2 separate regions of the Mus musculus genome follow, and region 1 is linked to region 2. Evidence: chromatin contacts called from public promoter capture Hi-C data. All regions are on one chromosome and are shown on one strand. Each heading gives the region's core, a stretch centred on a gene start, on an enhancer-like site or on the middle of the called end of the contact. The rest is flanking DNA. Distances are from core to core; before and after follow the strand shown. Region 1 holds the start of Aars (alanyl-tRNA synthetase). Region 2 holds the start of Wdr59 (WD repeat domain 59).

Region 1 (6,163 bases), core at 1,169-3,668, 490 kb before region 2:
ACTCTGTAGACCTGGCTGGCCTTGAACTCAGAAATCCACCTGCCTCTGCCTCCCAAGTGCTGGGATTAAAGGCGTTGCGCCACCACTGCCCCGCTGTCTCCTTAGCTTTTACTCGTTCATTTATTCCCCTGCCTTCTTTCTAGCAGCGAGAAAAGCGCCTAAAGGTACGGAAGGAAAGCTACCCGCACAGATACTCACACCAGTCAGGGGCAGGGAAAGTGGATTCCGAGCTTGGGCTTGGGCTCGGGCTCGGGCTCGACCTCGACCCGGCCAGCAGCTCCGGCCATCGCGGCGCAACATGGCGGTTAGGCTTCCCCAACGGCCACTCACAATCCAAACCAAGCCGAAGCTCCATTGGCTGAGCCTTTGAAGTTGGCTCCTCCCAGCCAATCATAAGAGGGGCACTGAACGGCTCTTGCTTACGCATGCGCACTGAGCATGTTCTCTCCAAAGACCCATAGATGCCTTCTCCAGGTCACTTGAAGTTTCAAGTTGTCATTTGTTGTTGAATTGACCTATGAATAGAAATTCCTTCACAGGAGTAGTGTCTACATTTTAAGAAATACTGATCCTGCCGGGCGGTGGTGGCACACATCCAGTGCTCTTAACCACTGAGCCATCTCTCTAGCCCTCTGCTCATCTCTTTATGACACCCTGGGCAAACTGGGCGTGGTGACGCACGCCTTTAATCCCAGCACTCGGGAGGGAGAGGCAGGCGGATTTCTGAATTCGAGGCCAGCCTGGTCTACAGAGTGAGCTCCAGGACAGCCAGGGCTATACAAGAAAAACCCTGTCTCGAAAAACAAACAGACAGACAGACAGACAGAAAAAGAAAAGAAAAGAAAAGAAAAAAGAAAAGCTGATCCTGTTGCAAGGGCCTTTAACCTAGCACTTGGGAGGCAGAGGCAGGCAAATCTTTGTGAGTTCAAGGCCATCCTGGTTTATTTGTTGAGTTATTTGATAGCCAGGGACTATGTAAAAACAGAGGAAAAAATAAAAATAAAAAGACAAGGTCTTGGTATATAGCTGTGAACAAAAACTGGAAAGAGACTATACTATGTCTGTGGATACTAATTGACTGATTAGATCTGAGGTCAGTACTGTGAAGACAGGAATGTCGTAAGCTCACAGGCTAATTGAATTTGTCTTGGACTAGTTCTGGCCTTCTGAAAACAACCATTCTTTGTCCATTTCTGTGTTTGAACTAATAAAGTCTTGTACTAACAGATAGAAACCATTTGGAATCTATTAACTTACCAGACCACTGGCTTCCACCATCCAAAAAGCTAAAGATGCCATCAGATAACATCTTGGGTCTATAGAAAAGCTTTCCATCTTGCTATAGTCGCCTTTCAGATATAACCATCACTATATTTTAAAATTACCTTGACTTATGACTCTCTTTGTTCTGTAAAGCTGTACATCATGAAAAAGTTTTCGTGTAATTTGGGGTTTCCTCATCTGTGAAAAAGTGGTACTAGCAGACCTGATAATACAGTTTAAAAATTAAACGGTGTGTGAACTTTTTAGTGTGATGCCTTACCTATAGATTTTAGGTTTTGTGTGTGTTATTTTGAGACTGTGCCCAAGGCCCAAGGGTAGCCTTAAGCTCTGATCCTCTTGGCTCTCAAGTGCTGGGACTATGGATGTGCGTCACCGTTGTAGGCGTTTCCTAAGAATGTTGACTTGTTTTCTAAAGCAAACAGAGGGACAGATGTCCTTTAACTTGGGTTACGTCATTTCTTCCTCTTCAAAATCAAGACCCGAATTTCTTCTTATTGGGACCTGAAGGACAAATATAAAGCTATGCCTAATGTCACAGGACTGTACTGCCTCCTACTCCGGAGGCTAAGACAAGAGTGAAAAATTCAAGGCCAACCTGGACAATTTATCCAGACCCTGTCTCAAAGAGAGAACCGGACGTATCAGTCAGTGCCAAAGCGCTTCGGCGTGGTTGAAGCACTTATTTCAGTCCAGGGTACCGTTAAAGAAGGCATGCCGATCTATACGCGATAACAATAAGAACATTTGATTGGTGCACACCTGCAAGACTGGCAAATCCCCTGATTTCAAGACCACCTTGCTCCGTTTCAAAAGGCCGAAAAACGAACCTTTGAGGTACGTGTATCACTTTGCAGTTAAACAGTTCTATGCCAAAATCTGTGATCGCCACCAAATTCATGTTTTCATTCCTCTTGTTAACTGTCAACTATTAGGGCTTTGCCAATAGAACCCAAAATGTCTGCCTCCTGAAGCCAATAGTCAACCCTGTCACGTGACACTCCATGTCCTAGCTTTCTTGAGCATTGCATCAGCCGAGCCCAGGAGCCTTCCCAGAAACCGGCTTGTTAGCTCATTCGCGCTCCGAATGATTGGCATGCCAGTGGACCAATCATATCAGAGGATGACAAGGCGTAGCGGGTCACTTTTCATCAGAGCGCTCTGATTGGATGGTGAGGTACGGCTCTGGCACCGGTTGTGGCGGGTGAGTATAGCTTCTTGTGCGCATCTGAGGGAGCAGGTAACTGCCGGCGAGTGGCGGTGGGCTCCGGGCAAGGAAGGACCTGGGGACCCGGACCCTCGGGAAAAAAAGCAAGTGAGCCCCGAGAGCTCTACGAGAAGAGCCGGCGCTTGGAGGGGGAGGGGCAGCTGCAGCGGGCTGCCGGGCGGTCCCGCCCCTGGCCTGGGTCAGGACCCGGTCTCCGCAGGAGCCGGATCTCGAGAGTAGCTTTTGCTATTCCCTCGGAGCACTGAGAGTGGTGTGGTTTCTGGTGGACTTGCAGAGGACCAAGACCTTGGGAAGATCGCGGTTGCTCTTCAGTCGCCACCCAGAGCTAAGGGTTTGTCTCCTCTAATTTTAATCTCTTAGGGGGTTAGGGAACCAGGCCTGAAGAGCAGGGTGACTAAGATAAATGGAGTCTCTCTAAGAGGCATCTTCATTCATTCTTTATTAGGTTCTCACACCTTACCCCAGACTGGCCTGAACTCAACTCTGTAACCCGGGCTGGCCTTGAACTCGCGGCAGTTCTCCTGCCTCAGCATTTCAAGTGCTGGAATTACAGGCGTGAGCCAGCACTCCAGACTCGCTTCTTTCTGTTGCTGTTTTGAGACAGGGTTTCACTATGTAGACCAGGCTGGTCTCGACTCACAGAGATCTTCAAGAGTGGTGGGACCAAAGGCGTGTGCTACGACCCTCGGCCCGATTCGATTCTTAAAAACAGAATAGTTGATACCTTCAGGTTCACCCGAACAAATATATTCAGCAATTTTTTCAAACAGTCTAAGTTTCCTGGTGTGCTTTGGAGTATGTTAGTGCAGAGCATGCTATTTACAGATTAGTATAATTAATCATGAGCATGGGTGACGACCACTTTACTAGATACTGAAAATACACTGTAACGGTGAAGTGAAGCCAGCCAGGATTCCTACTGAGATGTAACATAGACTGTGATTGGGAGGTGAGCATTAAATAGTCACACCAAATAAATCATTTGAGGCTAGGAGACAGTATAAAGAGGAGAGACCTGGTGAAGAAAGGAAAGGTTTGCTTAAGTATGTTTCTTTGTGATTGATCAAAACGACCTCATTAGGAAGAAGGGAAAGGAGAGGCCAGGCAGAACGGCTAGCTTGTAAATGGAAATATGTTACAAGGTCCTGTGGCTGAAGTCACCTTGTAATTCAAGGCCCTGGGTCTGGCCCCAAGCTTGCAAATACAAACAAATAAATAAAAGTTCTGAAGGCCTTTTAAGCCCCTGCTGGGATGTACTGTTTTCGGACCTGCCTCTGCTACAGACGTGTTATGTATATTGAGGAAAGAACAAGTTTTAATGTTGGAAACTTTATTTATTTATTCATTTATTTATTTATTTATTGGGGGCTGGGTCTCTGACCTGGAAACCTCCAACCCTCCATTTTCCTTCCTCAGCCTCCCGAGCTCTGGGATGGTCAGAGTGGGGACACAGCTTTCAACAGCCTTCAGTCTTCATAGGGTAATGGACATGTTAGATCCCAGTATACAACTCTGGTGTAGTCTGTATGTAGTGGCCACCCTATGGGGGCACTGGTTCTCCACTGGCTCTTAGCACACAGTCCTCATTCATTACTTAGGCAAAGGTGGGAGGTTCAAGTGTGCTCTAGAAAGTAATGTTCCCTCAGCTTGTCTGTGGAGAGAAGCAGGTTGTTTTCTTCAGCAACAATGACTCTAAAGGTAAAGTCGAACTGTAGCCATTGTTAAGGAGGGCTGAAAAGAGAAGGCGGTGTGACAAGATTTCTGAAAACCTTGACTCCTTATGGTGACTAGCAAGATCCTGTGGGAATGCAAGTCCATCCCCACCCCCCACCCCACCCCTCCACACACACTCAGCCTGTGTCACCATCTTTTTGCCCCTTTGGGGCTTCTGTCAGAGTGATAGACTAAGTTGTAAGTAGATCATTTGGAGTTGTGGTTGGCTGAGTCAGGATGTCATGTGCTTTGCGGGTGTGTTTAAAAACTCTGTGCTAATGGGCGTAAAATAGTGTCCAGTTCAATAACTTTTTTTTGATGCTCACAAGGTCCTGTTCCACACAGACACTAAACTCAAGCTAAAGTGGTGCAGTTAAGTTTAGAGCTGGCTCTAGAATTCTAGAGATGTTTAGATGATGTCAAAAATGAGACAGTTCTCATTTGTCAGGACACCCAGCACTGCAGAGCACTACAGCACTAGACGCCGATTGGTGCACTCCAACCAAAACCTGTCATCCCCACCTTACACACTCCCTGCCTTTCAGGGACCTGAGGGTGCACATAAAAACGTTTTGACGCTATAAAGTTGTCTTTTCTCAACCTCTGCCTCTTCTGAGTCCCCGGACTCGTTCTTCCAATAGCATACTCATTTCGAAATGATGCTGTATACAGATAGCCCCAGTTCTTCGTAATATCATGGCTAGAACCCGGCTCTTTCCCAGCTAGGGCTCTGAAGGTTTAGGCTACGTAGAGGTTGATGCATTCTTGATACTTTAGGGTGGTCCATGGCACAGATGGGCTTATCCCTGGGTTCATAGCCACTGACACAAGTGTCAGCCCAAACCTGGCACCTGTGCCTTTGGGGATATGGAACTTTGGACAAGCCTCAGCCTGTAGGTTAACAAAGAGCTTGGAAGCTCCTCAGAGGCCAGTGGGTACAGACTCCCCTTTTGTTGAGGTGACCCTTGCCGATTCCTAGCCGTAGGTACTCAGTGCGTATTTGGTTAATGAATGAAACCATGAAGAAGAGCCTTGCTTTGCTTGACGGGTCAACAGGGGGAAGACAGCCGGGGCCAGTCTGCTGAGGCAGCAAAGATTTCCCAGTGAGGGTGACTGTAACCTGGGACATTGCAACAGGAAAGTTTTAGGATCAAAGAAACAGCTAACCTATTTGACTTGGCTTGAGACGACACGAGTCTTGTGTAATCCCCACTTTTACTTTTATTTCCCTAACTTGCCGTCGTCATTCCTTCTTCCTTTTAGTTCCCGAGGAGACTTTCCGAAATGGATGCCACTTTAACAGCACGAGAGATCCGAGAGCGGTTTATAAATTTCTTCAGACGAAATGAGCACACCTATGTCCACTCTTCCGCCACCATCCCTCTGGATGACCCCACTCTGCTCTTCGCCAACGCTGGCATGAACCAGGTAAGGGTCGTCTTCCTCCTCTCTGCCTGCCTGGCTGGCTGAGGGCAGCAGAGCTGCCGGAAAGCACAGCCTGGGCTGTATAAAGTAGCAGGTAAACTCGAGTGACTTTCCGTGGTGAGCCCGAGTTTCTGTGTGATGGTTAGAAGCCAGAGGGGCTGGGAACATGGCTCCCACATTCGGCCAAGGAGTTCATTTTTAAATGAGTCTTGGAAAGACTCTTTTCTTTTATGGTCTTTGAGATCAAGAATTTGATAGGCCCAGTGATAGCCCTGGTATAGTGGTGAAAGGTTTAATCTTAGCAATCAAGAGGCAGAGGCAGGTGGCTCTCCACTAAAAAGGTCATAGGGAGTTCCAGGACAGCCAGGGTCACGAAGGAAGGAAGGAAAGAGGGAGGGAGGGAAGGAAGGGAAAAAGAAAGGAAAGGAAAGGAAAAAGGAAGGGAAGAAAACTTTAAGAGAATTTAAGGCCAAACTAGGCTACATAGTAAGACCAAGTCTCAAAAAAAAATTTTTT
Region 2 (5,853 bases), core at 784-3,283:
TAATTTTGTGTGTATATGAGTGTGGGCAGACATGCCACACAATATGTGTAGAGATCAAAGAATAACTTGTGGGAGCCGGTTTGGTCCTTCAGCCATGTGGGTCCTGGGGACAGAACTCAAGTGGTCGGAGGCTGGCAAGAGCCAATACCTGAAACATTTCAAGCACTCAATGCTAATGTTTTTTAAAAGATATTGTTTTTATTTTTTATTGTTCACTTATTGACTGTGTGTACGAGTGCCACGGGATGTGGATGTAAAAGATCCTGACAGAATGTAAAAGGTCACAGAAGCCCTGAAATTGGCAAAATAGATTTCATTGTTAGCAGAATTAGCTTCACTGATTTAGAAAAATAGAGGTACACAATGCTCTGGCCACTCCTTGAAGCCGTTTGTCTGCCAATGTTTTGGCCATTCCTTGAACCCATGTGTGTGCCCACTGATGAAGCCCATTGCCAGGTGTTTGTGATATTGGTTGCTGAGAAAGAGTCAGAAAATCTCCCCAGCAACCACAGCCGGGCCAATCCAGAGTTGCTACACCTGCACCAGACTCTTTCCTTGTACCCCTCCCATACCCATTTCTTGAGAATAGACATTGTTTAGATCTGGAAATCCCCTTCTCCCTCCCTCTCCTTTCCCCCTGAAGGCCTATAAAAACTGGGCCCCTTTTCCCCTCGTGGTCGACTCCTCTACCCCTGCGTGGGATATGAGTCGTCTCCAGAGCTCTGGCTTTCCCCAAATAAAGCCTTGTGTGGTTTGCATCAAGCTTGGTCTCTCCTGAGTTCTTGGGTGTCCACTATTGTCCCGAGGCCTGAGTGAGGGGCTCCTCTCGGAGTCTTTCAGATGGAGGAAGGAGACCATTGTATGGCAGCTGGTTCTTCCTGACATGTGAGTCCTGGAACTCAGGCTGGCAAGCCTGGCAGCAGTGCCTTTGCCAGCCACCTTGCAGGCCTCCAATGTTAACAATTTTTAAAGCTTGCCATGTGCCACACTTCTTAAACATGTGGCCTCATAAAATTCTCATGCCAGTCCTGTAAGTATAATAACCTCCCTTCTACAGGTAAGAAAACTAGGCATAGCCGAGCAGTAGTGGCGCTTGCCTTTAATCTGGGAGGCAGCGGCAGAAAAAGGCAGATTTCTGAGTTCGAGGCCAGCCTGATCTACAGAATGAGTTCCAGGCCAGCCAGGGCTACACTGAGAAACCCTGTCTCGAAAAACCAAAAAGAAAGAAGAAAAAGAAAAAAGAAAAAAAGAAAAGAAAACCGAGGCGTGGAGAGTGATGTGAGGGATGGGCTCACAGGTGTCCAATCTAAGCAATACATGTATCTTGTCAACGACAGAGTATTTCCCACATTAGCAACCACTTAGGCTGAAACAGATGCTCCGCAAAACAGTATTTCACAAATTCACCCCCAAAATGGTCCAAGGTGAGACTTGGTCCAAGTAACTGAGGCTCAGAGAAGTTCTGCAACTTTCCCGAAGTCACCAAGTGCAGTCGACTACCTCAGGGAGTGGACACCTCCCCCAGTTCACTACCTTGAACAAGGTCAGAATCCCTTTAGCATTTACAATCACTATCTTGGCGTCCCAAGACCATAAGCCTGTTTGGAACCCTAAAGGCCATACACGCCTTTGCCCTAACTGTCCTGACCAGTAATCAAAGCTTCCTTAGCTATCCTGACTGACAGCTCCAGATGAGCACCGCGTCCATCTTCCCACCCTGAGCAAAGGGATGGATGAAAAGGCGGGGGTGCAGGGGTGCGGGGATGGGGGGGGGGGCGGGTGAGGGTGTAAACCACGGAAAGCGCATGCTCAGATGGCTCCATTCCCAGATGGCTCCATTCACGCACAGCTCACCTGAGAGTCTCGAAACTCCACCACCACGTTCTCGCTGCTCCAGCGCGCCGCCATCTCACTAGCCCGATCGTGGGGTGCCAGCAGGCGACCCTCCACCCCCAACCCCACCCCCAAGTCCGAGACTCCCCGCGTGAGTAAGCCCCACACAGCCTGCTAATAAATCCGGCCACGCCCAGTTTCTCCCTTTCACTTGACCACAACTGATTGGCTACCCCAATGATAGACCCCGCCTCTTCTGCTTTCTCCCCCAACCACGGACCAGGTCTGCCCCAAAACAGGAACGCCCCTTCATTTCGTCATCAGTACGAGTCACCTGGGCACCCCGCGGCTGCCGACACGCCCCCTGCCGTGAGCTCTGCTGGGAATTGTAGTCAAATGTCAGCACAGCGTCAGTTACCCAGGAAGAGCCTGAGTTCAGAGAGTAGATGGCAGTTGTCCTGTATTTTTGCTGGTATTTGGTTGGTATCCCCGTATTCTCCTACACATAGCCTATAAACAAAACCTACATCCCTACCAAGGGAAAAAACCTCTTCTGATTCCTGCCATCAAGGCTTTGAAAAATCTGAGTGCACAATTTTTTGTTTCATGCTGTACAGCCGTGCCTCTGAAGTAGTTCCTGAGGTTCTCCACGAACAACACTTTGGGGGTGGAGGAGAAAACAAGTCCCTAAAGGTAAAAACAATTTTATAATCTTACTAACATCACTGTGCGGTATAGTTCTCCCGAGGATGTGTAGTACAGAGGGAATTTACTCTGAGAGGAAGTTTAAACTGAATATTAAACGACATGACTTTTTTCCTTCTTTTTTTCTTTTCTTTTTTTGTTTGTTTTTTTGTTTGGTTGGTTGGTTGGGTTTTTTTTTGTTTGTTTTTTTTTTGAGACAGGGTTTCTCTGTGTAGCTCTGGCTGTCCTGGAACTCACTCTGTAGACCAGGCTGGCCTCGAACTCAGAAATCTGCCTGCCTCTGCATCCCAAATGCTGAAATTAAAGGCGTGCACCACCACTTGCCCGGCTGACCCTCTTTTTGATAACATCATTTTGGTTTTGAAAAGTGTTATTTTTTTTCACTGAAGATGTGTAATTAATGTTAATGGTAGTTGCCATTTAACCATAATGGTTTTTTTTCCCTATTCATGGTTTTAATTTCTAACACTAGCAATATCTTTATCCACACAGTTTTTGGAGTCTTAGACAATTTTTGAGGATGAAATAAAAATTAATCAGGAAGTTTAGCATAGTAGATACTAGTTGGCTCCTCTTCAACCCTATCCTTTGAAGTCCTGGGTTAACTGGCTTAGCATCTCTTTGTCTACAGAAGGGGGTATATCATACTTAGCTGTTGAGAGGAGCCAAGCACTAGGCCTGACATGTTGTAAAGGCTCAAGTATAAACTGTCACCAGCATTCCTCTCTGAAGATCGTTGCATGAATGGAGAGGAGGTGTAGACTCCTTTCCCCCAGCAGACGCTGGTTATAAAGGTCAGACAAACTTGTCTGTAGGCTAGGGTGACTATCATTTCACTGTCGTCTGCCTGGAACAGTCTAGGTTTTACCACTATAACCAGCAAAAAAAAAAACTTGCATCCCAGAGAACCCTTCAGTACCAGAAAAAAGAACAGTTGGTCCCTCCATGGTAGATAAATGTTTGGCAGAATGAACTGCATATTATTATAGAGTTGCGAGCAATGTGTGAAGATGGCATAACCTAAATTGAAGACCTGAAGTGGCACCTTGAAGGTGACATTTGAGTGTTTCAGTATATTAAGATTTTGAAGGGTATACTATGAAAAGGAAAAGAGTGTGAGCTTCATTAAGAGTGTGAACAAGGGTCTGGAGAGGTGGCTCAGCAGTTAAGAGCACTGATTGTGGGCTGGTGAGATGGCTCAGTGGGTAAGAGCACCCGACTGCTCTTCCGAAGGTCCGAAGTTCAAATCCCAGCAACCACATGGTGGCTCACAACCACCCGTAATGAGATCTGATGCCCTCTTCTGGTGTATCTGAAGACAGCTACAGTGTACTTACATATAATAAATAAATAAATCTTTAAAAAAAAAAAAAAAAAAAAAAAAGCACTGATTGTTCTTCCAGAGGTCCTGAGTTCAATTCCCAGCAACCACATGGTGGCTCACAACCATCTGTAATGGGATCTGATGCCCTCTTCTGGTGTGTCTGAAGAGAGCATCAGTGTATTCACACACACACACACACACACACACACACACACGCACACACACATATATACATATTTTTTCATATATGTGTGTGTGCGTGTGTGTGTATATATATACATATACATATGTATATATATATATATATATATATATATATATATATATATATAGAGAGAGAGAGAGAGAGAGAGAGAGAGAGAGAGAGAGGACAAAGTGCACGGTGGTGGGGGCAAACGCCTGTAATCCCAGCACTGGGGAGGCAGAAGCAGGTAGATCTTTATGTTCAGGGCCAGCCTGGTCTACAGAGTGAGTTCCAAGACAGCCAGAACTATACTGAACCACCCACCCACCCACAAGAGTGTGAACAGAGATCTTGAAGTGTGAAGAGTGAGTTATGTCCCCATTGAATTCTTTCTGCAGCACTATGCTGCTGTTTAATTCAATAATTATTTACTTAATTTAATATCTCCAAGCCTCAGACAGGCCCCTGGTCTGTTTTGTTGGAATCTGCTTGGCCCAGCATATGCAGGCTACTCCGTGAACATCTGCCCTGAATGGATGCAACCTGCAGTGCTCATGATCCACAGACCTTTCTAAGTCAGAGGGGTACCTTCTGTGCAACCAAAAGTAACGTAAGACTATTCAAATGCTTTGTGTCTGAGTCTTTTTAAAAAGATTTTAAGTGTGTGTGTGTGTGTGTGTGTGTGTGTGTGTGTGTAGGAGGGAGGGGAGGGGGGAGGGGGGACCTGGGGGTGGGGGATGTGCAAATGAGTGCAGTTGCCTGAGAAGACCAGAAGAAGATACCAAAGAACTGGAGTTACAGGTACTTGGTGATTTATTTGGTATGAATGCTGGGAATTAAACTCAGGTCCTTGGAATTGAACTCAGGTCCTCTGCAAGAGCGGTCTACTGATGAGCCATCTCTCCATCCCTATGTAATTCTGTACATCTAGGAGAAAACAGAATTGTCAGTCATTTTCCTGAATGCTTTCTCTCCTATCCACCTGTCAGGGTTTTTTTCTCACAAACTGAAACTCTTTAAAAGAACAGTAACAACCAGCTAGTGGTAGTGCATGCCTTTAATCCCAGTACTAGGGAAACAGAGGCAGGCAGATCTCTGAGTTTGAGGCTAGCCCGGGCTACAGAGCGAAGTTCCAAGACAGCCTGGGCTTCACAAAGAAACCCTGTCTTGAAAAAACAAAACAAACAAAACTATTACAGGCCTAGAGGGAAGTGGCTTACTGAATGAGAGTATTTGCTTTGAAATCCCGAGAAGCAGAACCGCAGGACTTGTGTAACAAATCTAGGCTCCAGTGTGGACCTGAAACTGCAGATCTAGCTTGGTGGAGATGGGACAGGGACAAGAGGATCACTGGAGTTTGCTGGTATTCATTCTAACTGAGGAAACATGAGCCCAAGGGTCAGAGAATGAGAGTGAGAGCAAGAGAGGAGAAAGAGCAAGAGAGAGGGAGAGAGAGAGAGAGAGAGAGAGAGAGAGAGAGAGAGAGACCTCAAAACAATAAGCAGAGGAAACCTGATGCCTTCTTCTGGTCTTCCCATGCACAGAAGCAATTGCACATGAATGAGCAGAAACACACATAGTGGGGGCTGGTGAGATGGCTCAGTGGGTAAGAGCACCCGACTGCTCTTCTGAAGGTCCGGAGTTCAAATCCCAGCAACCACATGGTGGCTCACAACCATCTGTAACAAGATCTGACTCCCTCTTCTGGACAGCTACAGTGTACTTACATATAATAAATAAATAAATCTTTAAAAACACACACACACACATAGTAAGATGCTCCTACAAGTAAGCACAAATATTAAAG

The links. Promoter capture Hi-C pulls out the DNA fragments that hold promoters and counts their contacts.
Region 1: a promoter capture Hi-C map of pre-B cells shows a contact between it and region 2, with 2.6 times the contacts expected there. The contact joins the promoter of Aars here to the promoter of Wdr59 in region 2. A contact is called at or near these places in 3 of 39 promoter capture datasets (liver and pre-B cells), 1 of 484 Hi-C or Micro-C datasets (CD4 T cells) and 1 of 115 datasets of contacts at active chromatin or transcription factors (memory CD8 T cells).

Annotation. Positions count from the first base shown.
Region 1 is chr8:111,031,424-111,037,586 of GRCm38.p6, forward strand. It overlaps Aars (alanyl-tRNA synthetase), which reads left to right and starts at 2,419. Exons shown (of 21, transcript NM_146217.4): 1 at 2,419-2,840; 2 at 5,486-5,650. The coding sequence starts at 5,507. It also overlaps a transcript of Ddx19b not described here.
Region 2 is chr8:111,520,074-111,525,926 of GRCm38.p6, forward strand. It overlaps Wdr59 (WD repeat domain 59), which reads right to left and starts at 2,034. Exons shown (of 26, transcript NM_001170742.1): 1 at 1,855-2,034. The coding sequence starts at 1,908.